Regions from separate parts of the Macaca fascicularis genome. Here region 2 is linked to region 1. The links are chromatin contacts, called in public Hi-C maps. All regions are on one chromosome and are shown on one strand. The core of a region is the stretch at or near the end of the contact, and the rest is flanking DNA. Distances in the headings are between cores, read along the strand shown. Region 1 holds the start of GGCX (gamma-glutamyl carboxylase). Region 2 holds the start of CAPG (capping actin protein, gelsolin like).

What was found. A called contact is a pair of places that touch in the nucleus more often than the background predicts.
Region 2: a Hi-C map of liver shows a contact between it and region 1, with 4 times the contacts expected there. The contact joins the promoter of CAPG here to the promoter of GGCX in region 1. A contact is called at or near these places in 2 of 2 Hi-C or Micro-C datasets (liver and skeletal muscle).

Annotation. Positions count from the first base shown.
Region 1 is chr13:36,026,674-36,030,236 of T2T-MFA8v1.1, forward strand. GGCX (gamma-glutamyl carboxylase) reads left to right here and starts at 2,066. Exons shown (of 14, transcript XR_012422110.1): 1 at 2,066-2,203; 2 at 2,609-2,779.
Region 2 is chr13:36,168,075-36,171,376 of T2T-MFA8v1.1, forward strand. CAPG (capping actin protein, gelsolin like) reads left to right here and starts at 1,408. Exons shown (of 10, transcript XM_015433475.3): 1 at 1,408-1,648. SH2D6 (SH2 domain containing 6) reads right to left here and starts at 2,301. Exons shown (of 15, transcript XM_074011432.1): 1 at 2,125-2,301; 2 at 1,312-1,414.

The DNA.
Region 1 (3,563 bases), core at 816-3,315:
GTTATGTTGCCCCGGCTGGTCTCAAACTCCTGAACTGAGTGGTTGTCTTGCCTCAGCCTCCAGAAAAGCTGGGAATAGCTGAGACTACAGAAACATGGCATTTTTTTCCCTTTGTAGTACAAGCTAGAAATTTTTTTTTTTTTTTTTTTTTTTGAGACAGAGTATTGCCCTTTCACCCTGGCTGGAGTATAGTGGCGCAATCTGGGCTCACTGCAACCTCTGTCTCCCGGGTTCAAGCGATTCTCCTGCCTCAGCCTCCCGAGTAGCTGGGACTACAGGCACCTGCCACCATGCCCGGCTAATTTTTTGTATTTTTAGTAGAGACGGGGTTTCACCGTGTTACCCAGGATGGTCTCGATCTCCCGACCTCGTGATCCACCTGCCTCGTCCTCCCAAAAAATTTCTAATACGGCAAATATTAAAAGATATAATCCACGTAAACAAAGCTTTTAGGATCTTCTATAATTTCTAACACTGTAAATGGTTCCCAAGACCCAACAGTTTGAGAACTACTTCTCTGGGATGCCTTATTCTTTTTTTTTTTTTTTTTTTTGAGACGGAGTCTCGCTCTGTCGCCCGGGCTGGAGTGCAGTGGCCGGATCTCAGCTCACTGCAAGCTCCGCCTCCCGGGTTTACGCCATTCTCCTGCCTCAGCCTCCCAAGTAACTGGGACTACAGGCGCCCGCCATCTCGCCCGGCTAGTTTTTGTATTTTTTAGTAGAGACGGGGTTTCACCGTGTTCGCCAGAATGGTCTCGATCTTCTGACCTCGTGATCCACCCGTCTCGGCCTCCCAAAGTGCTGGAATTACAGGCTTGAGCCACCGCGCCCGGCCTGGGATGCCTTATTCTTTTCCTGATGGCTAATCCCAGTGGAGAGATTTAGGTATTACAATTCTGTTCCAGACTCGCCTGAGAACCTTCTCTGATGGGCCACACTCTACTTACTGCCCTTGCTCTGTATCCCCTCTTCGGTTATGTTGTTCCTGTTTCCCCGGCTGCTTTTTATTTTCCTTCTTTCTTTTCTTCCCGCCTTTTCTTTCCTTTCTCTTTCTTTTTCGCTTTTTGTTTATTTTTTGAGACGGAGTCTCACTCTGTCGCCCAGGCTGGAATGCAGTGGTGCAATCTTGGCTCACTGCAACCTCCGCCTCCTGGGTTCAAGTGATTCTCCTGCTTCAGCCTCCCGAGTAGCTAAGATTACAGGCGCGCGCCACCATGCCCGGATAACTTTCATATTTTTAGTAGAGACGGGGTTTCACCATGTTGGCCAGGCTGGTCTCGAACTCCTGACCTCATGATCTGCCCGCTTCGGCCTCTCAAACTGCTGGGATTACAGGCGTGAGCTGCTGCACCTGTGTGTTTTTTTTTTTTTTTAGACAGGGTCTCACTCTGTCGCCCAGGCTGGAGTGCAGTGGTGCGATCACAGCTCGCTGCAGCTTCGAACTCCTGGGCTCAAGCGAACCTCCCACCTCAGCCTCCCGAGTAGCTGAAACCACAGGAGCGCGCGACACACACACAGTTTTTTTTTCAGTGGTTTTTCTGTTTATGTTGTTGCCTTTTTGTTGTTGTTGTTGTTCTTTATGGATCCTACCGCCTTGGCCTTCCAAACTGCTGGGATTACCTACTGCTTTGAAACCTCGGTTCTTTGCAGGTCCTGGAAAATAAAGTGAAGGGGTCTTGCAATAGCTCAAAACCGGGGCAGCCCTTCCAGGTGCATCCTCAATTGGGCGTCAATCTCTGACAAAAAGTTTGCCCTTTGCGCCCGATCCCTCACACCAGAGAGCACTGCACGGACGGAGCGACGGAGAGGACTAATGGTGTCGGGGAGGACCCAAGGAGGTTGGGGAACTCAGACTCTTTTCAGTGTTTAAAAAGAAGACGCCTCTCGGAAGGCATAAGATGCCAGTCTAGCAGTGCGCCTGGAGCCCAACTGCACTAGGGGGTATCTTTGCCCCGCCCCAAGGCTCCTCGTTCCACCCCCTGCCGCCAAGCAAGGAATCCGGCGCCGCCGGTCGGGGGTAGTATTTACGACAGTGCTGGCGCTTTGCGCCCGGCCGCACAGCTGCTGACGCGTCGGGAGGCGGAGCCTAGGGCAGCAAATTTTCCTGGCGGCTTCTGTTCAGAAGCGGCTGCTGTGACCCACCTTCCTCCTCCACGGAGCAATGGCGGTGTCTGTCCGGTCGGCGCGGACTTCGCCCAGCTTAGGTAGGCTTAGGACCCCGGCCTCCGGCGGAGAGTTCCGAGGAGCACTGGTCTCAGAGGGGCGGGGGAGGGAGGACGCCCAGTGTCTCCTGGTGAGGGGGGGGGGGGCCTCCGTGGGGAAGGGGGCGTGGCGTGCTGTGAGACATTTGCAGCCTGCGGCTTCTGGACGATGATGATATTCGGGAACACTTTGCTATTAGGGGGCTGTAGTCTGAGGGGTTTTGGGACACTGGGGTATCTTGGAGAAGGGGCTGCACTGCAGGGATGTTTCCTATAGTCAGATCATTGAGGCAACCTTATTGAGCCAACCCGGGTGGGCGGAAGCTCTGGGCCGTTGGTGCTGTGATTTCTGTGATTTGAGGTGGAGCCCACCCCCGCGCACACATTTTCTCCAATTATTGGTTGCAGATAAAGTACAGAAAGACAAGGCTGAACTGATCTCAGGGCCCAGGCAGGGCAGCCGAATGGGGAAACTCTTGGGTTTTGAGTGGACAGATTTGTCCAGCTGGCGGAGGCTGGTGACCTTGCTGAATCGACCAACGGACCCTGCAAGCCTGGCTGTCTTTCGTTTTCTTTTTGGTGAGTCTAGTTTATGGGTGGGAGCAGTTTGGTTGGGAGTGGGAGAATGACAATCGTCAATTTTTTTGGTTGCAAGTAGACTTAGCTCCCTTTTCCTCAGAGCTGAAGATATTGGTATAAAAGAAGAGGTCTTCTCGAAGTTTAGGATTAAACCTACTTTGCCTCCTCCAGTTAGGATTTACTTGGTGGTCAGAAATGCTTTTTTTCTTATTTCTTTTTCTTAGACGGACTTTCGTTCTTGTTGCCCATTCTGGAGTGCCATGGTGCGATCTTGGCTCACTGTAACCTCCGCCACCCGGGTTCAAGCGATTCTCCTGCCTCAGCCTCCCAAGTAGCTGGGATTACAGGCGCCCACCACACCCGGCTAATTTTTTATTTTATTTTATTTTTGTATTTTTAGTAGAGACAGGGTTTCACCATGTTGGCCAGGCTGGTCTCAAACTCCTGACTTCAGGTGATCCACCCGCATCAGCCTCCCAAAGTGCTGGGATTAAAGGCATGAGCCACCGAGCCCAGCTAGAAATGCTTTGATCTGAGGCTATATGATATTTAGAGGCCAGGCAGCAGTGACCCATTTTGCTTGTGGCATGAGGTTGCCCAGAGGACTCAGAGAAACAGAGCAGGGGGTCACCGGGGCCATACATTTTGGCTGTGACTCTCTAATCGAGAGCTTCTTAACTGAGGCGGCAGCGTGGTGTGCTTGGAATGGTTTACAGATGTGCGGAGATATTAGTCCCCTTAGCCCAGTAGTTCTCAACTGGAGGCAGTTTTGCTCTTTGGGAGA
Region 2 (3,302 bases), core at 158-2,657, 140 kb after region 1:
TCCTGTTCCCAGCCACTCTTCTACCCTCCCCTTTAGGAGAGACTGGACATGGTGTCTCCCCGACATCTCCAACCCCACCTCCTTCCTTGATGGTCCTGGAGGGTCCTGAGATCACCCCCCCTCCCTTTTACCAACAGAAAAGCCGAGGCCAAAGAAGAATGGATGTTGGCCAAGGCCATACGATGTACACAGAGCCAAAGCCACAGTCCCCTCACCCCCTCCCGGGCCACTGTGGGGACCTGAGCAGTCATGCCATGGGAGAGGGCGACCCCTGGTGGCGAGGAGGGGCATGGCAGCCTGTCGCTCATTTCCTGGGCCCAGAGGCTGACCGTGGAAGAGGCAAGGCCTGGAGGACCAGGCTTTAGTCATCAGGAAGGTAAATAAAGGCAAGGCCCGTGGAGTGAAAGAACCCAACTTTTGCTGGGCTTTGCCCTTCCTTAGCCACATTCCCTGTAATGACCTAACAATACTGCTCTGTGACTTTAACTGTACCCTGCTGATTTGCTGATTGGATCTTTAGGGGGCAGGAATGGGCATTAAACGGCTTTTGGCACACTGCGTGTCCCAAGGGTCATTACTGACTTGGGGGTCTGGTGCTAAGCCTTGGAATGCAGAAGCTCACATTCTGATGATAAGATTTCTAATAATAAGAGAATGGGCTCAGGCCAGGTGCAGTGGCTCATGCCTGTAATCCCAGCACTTTGGGAGGCTGAAGTGGGCTGGTCACCTAAGGTCAGGAGTTCGAGACCAGCCTGGCCAACATGGTGAAACCCCATCTCTACTAAAAATATAAAATTTAGCCAGGCATGGTGGTGTGCATCTGTAATTCCATAATCTCAGCTATTTGGGAGGCTGAGGCAGGAAAACCACTTAAGCTAGGCAGCAGAGGTTGCAGTGGACCGAGATTGCACCACTGCACTTCAGCCTGGGCGACAGAGCGAGACTCCGTCTCAAAAAAAAGAGAGAATGCACTCTTATTAAAGAGTCCAGGGGCTTAGTCAATAGCTGTCTCCAAGTTTCTATGGTACCTATCTCTCGTCTCTAGGGGCAGAAGAGCTACTCAACAAAAGGCTGACTGTTGTAACAGAAACACTCAGAAAACCGAACCTTTGAGAACTTCCCAAGCAGAAATGGGCATGCTTAGAGACCACTCGACCAGTTAATATGAACCCCACATCTGCTATCAAGAGAGTCTGGGCAATCTACTTTGAATATCCCTTCTGGAGCTGTTTCTAGGTTGTTTAGAGATTAAATGAAGTATTTCTAGGAAGTAGGTCGCCTAGACCTAATCACACAAGAATGACATCTCACCGACACACAAGGTCATGGCTAAACCTTCATTGACTAAGTATTTTCCTCCTTCCTTGATGATCCAGGATGTAGCAGTATATGCCGAGATCAGGAAGTGTAAAAGCTGAAAATGGAGTTGGAGACAGAAAGTCCAATGAGTTGCTGGCCACTGTGGTGTCACTGCTCCCGATACAGGTGTAACCTGAGTCTCCCACTTGGGAGCCAGAAATCAGCTGAGAAGAGGCCTCTGGAAAGAGGCCGCCCTGGCCCAGGAGGGTGGATGAAGTAGGGCCTCAGCACAGCTCATCCCACCGAGCAGGCCGGACCCTGAGTTCCTGGCTTGCACTGAAGGGTCTGGGTAAGTCCCTTCTGTAGCGCCTCAGAAGCTCCTTGGGCAACCTGGGAAGTTAGGACAAGAGTTCTGACTTTTGACCCTGAGGTGTGAGGAGAGTGCTTTGAGAGAGAGCATGGTGAATGCGAGTGACCTGGTTATTACCTCCGGGCAGCCTCCTAACTTCACCTTGACTCTGCCATGCAAAATTGATGCCTGGGCGCAGGGCGCCGACGATGGTCAGATACCGCGGCCTGAACACCCTGGAACCTACATCCCTGACTTGGAGGACCCAGGCCTTCCGGGGGCTTCTCCATGAGTCCTGCAGGCCACACAGGGACCCTAACGGACCTAGTTCAGTCTCAGGGTCTGGGCTGCTCCTACCTCCAGGAATGGGAGTTTGCTCTAGGCGATGGAGGAAGGGTTCAGGAGGCCACTCTGCGTCCCTACTAGCTTGTGGGCCCAACCCCCTACCCACCATCTTCTTCTCCCACGGCCCCAACCTCGTAGGGAGGACACGGCGGGGCTCAGGTTCGCAGAGAAGGAGGGCTCGGACCAGCGACTCCAGAGCAGAGCGGCGCGTGCAGGGGTGGGGAGCTGGGTTTGTGAGAAGAGAAGGCCATCTCCTCCCCAGCAGGAGAGCCTCCACCCAGCCACCGGAACCCCACCCTGCCTGGTACAATCTTTGCGTCCGGATCAGCACCCAAGGCCCCGCCCCACGTCCCGCTGCCTGCCGGGATTTGTAGTTTGTAGGGGTACGGCCAGAACGCGCGGGCGCGCGCGCGCGCGTGTGTGTGTGTGTGTGTGTGTATGTGCGCGCGTGCGTGCGTGCGTGCGTGCGTGCGTGCGTGTGTGTGTGTGTGTGTGTGTGTGTGTGTCCGGGTGGGGGGGGGTCTGTTGTGTTGACTGTGTGTGTCCGGGGGGGGGTTTGTTGTGCTCCCCGTCGCGCGCGAGCGTGTGTGTGTGACGGTGTGTGTGAGAGACTGTGTGTGTGTGTCCGGTCTGTTGTGGTTCTCCAGTCCCCGAAGGCCTTCCGGACCTGGGCTCAGCAAAGGCACCGCAGGCCGCAACTTCCGAGACCCCGCCCCGCGGCCCACTGTCTGCTGGGATTTGTAGTTCGTAGGGTTCTAGGGCCCTGGCCGGGCGTGCCCCTCTCCTGAGTCCTCGTTTTTCTCGTGAGCCCTGGATCTGGACAGTGGGCCCGGCGCAAGGCCCGCGACTCCGGCTGGCCTCCCAGTGGCACTTTCTGCCGATCCTGAGATGTACCCGCCACGCCTGCGGGACTAACCTCTAGGTGGGCAAACTGAGGCACAAAGAGGGGCGCGCTCTGGCCTGAGTCGGCCCTCTTGTGAGAATTTGGACTGAGAGACCCAGCCCAGACCTGGCAGGCAAGGCTGGGCCAGGCGAGGTCCTGGGCCCTTTCGATGTAAGAGTGTGCAATCAGTAGTGTTTCACAATAATGAACAGGCCTGCCCAGGACTGGCTGTGCATATTAGCGCTGGTTACCACAGGCTTGACGGATCAAATTTTTATTTGGCACCACTACAGAGGGGAGCCCAGGGAGGGAGGAAGTCTCTTGTGACCAGGAAAACCTGTGGTCCACCCTGGCCTTCAACTCTCCTTTAATGACAAAAATAAACCGAGTTTGGGAGGGGGTGAGGAGGGTGTTTTGTGAACTGTA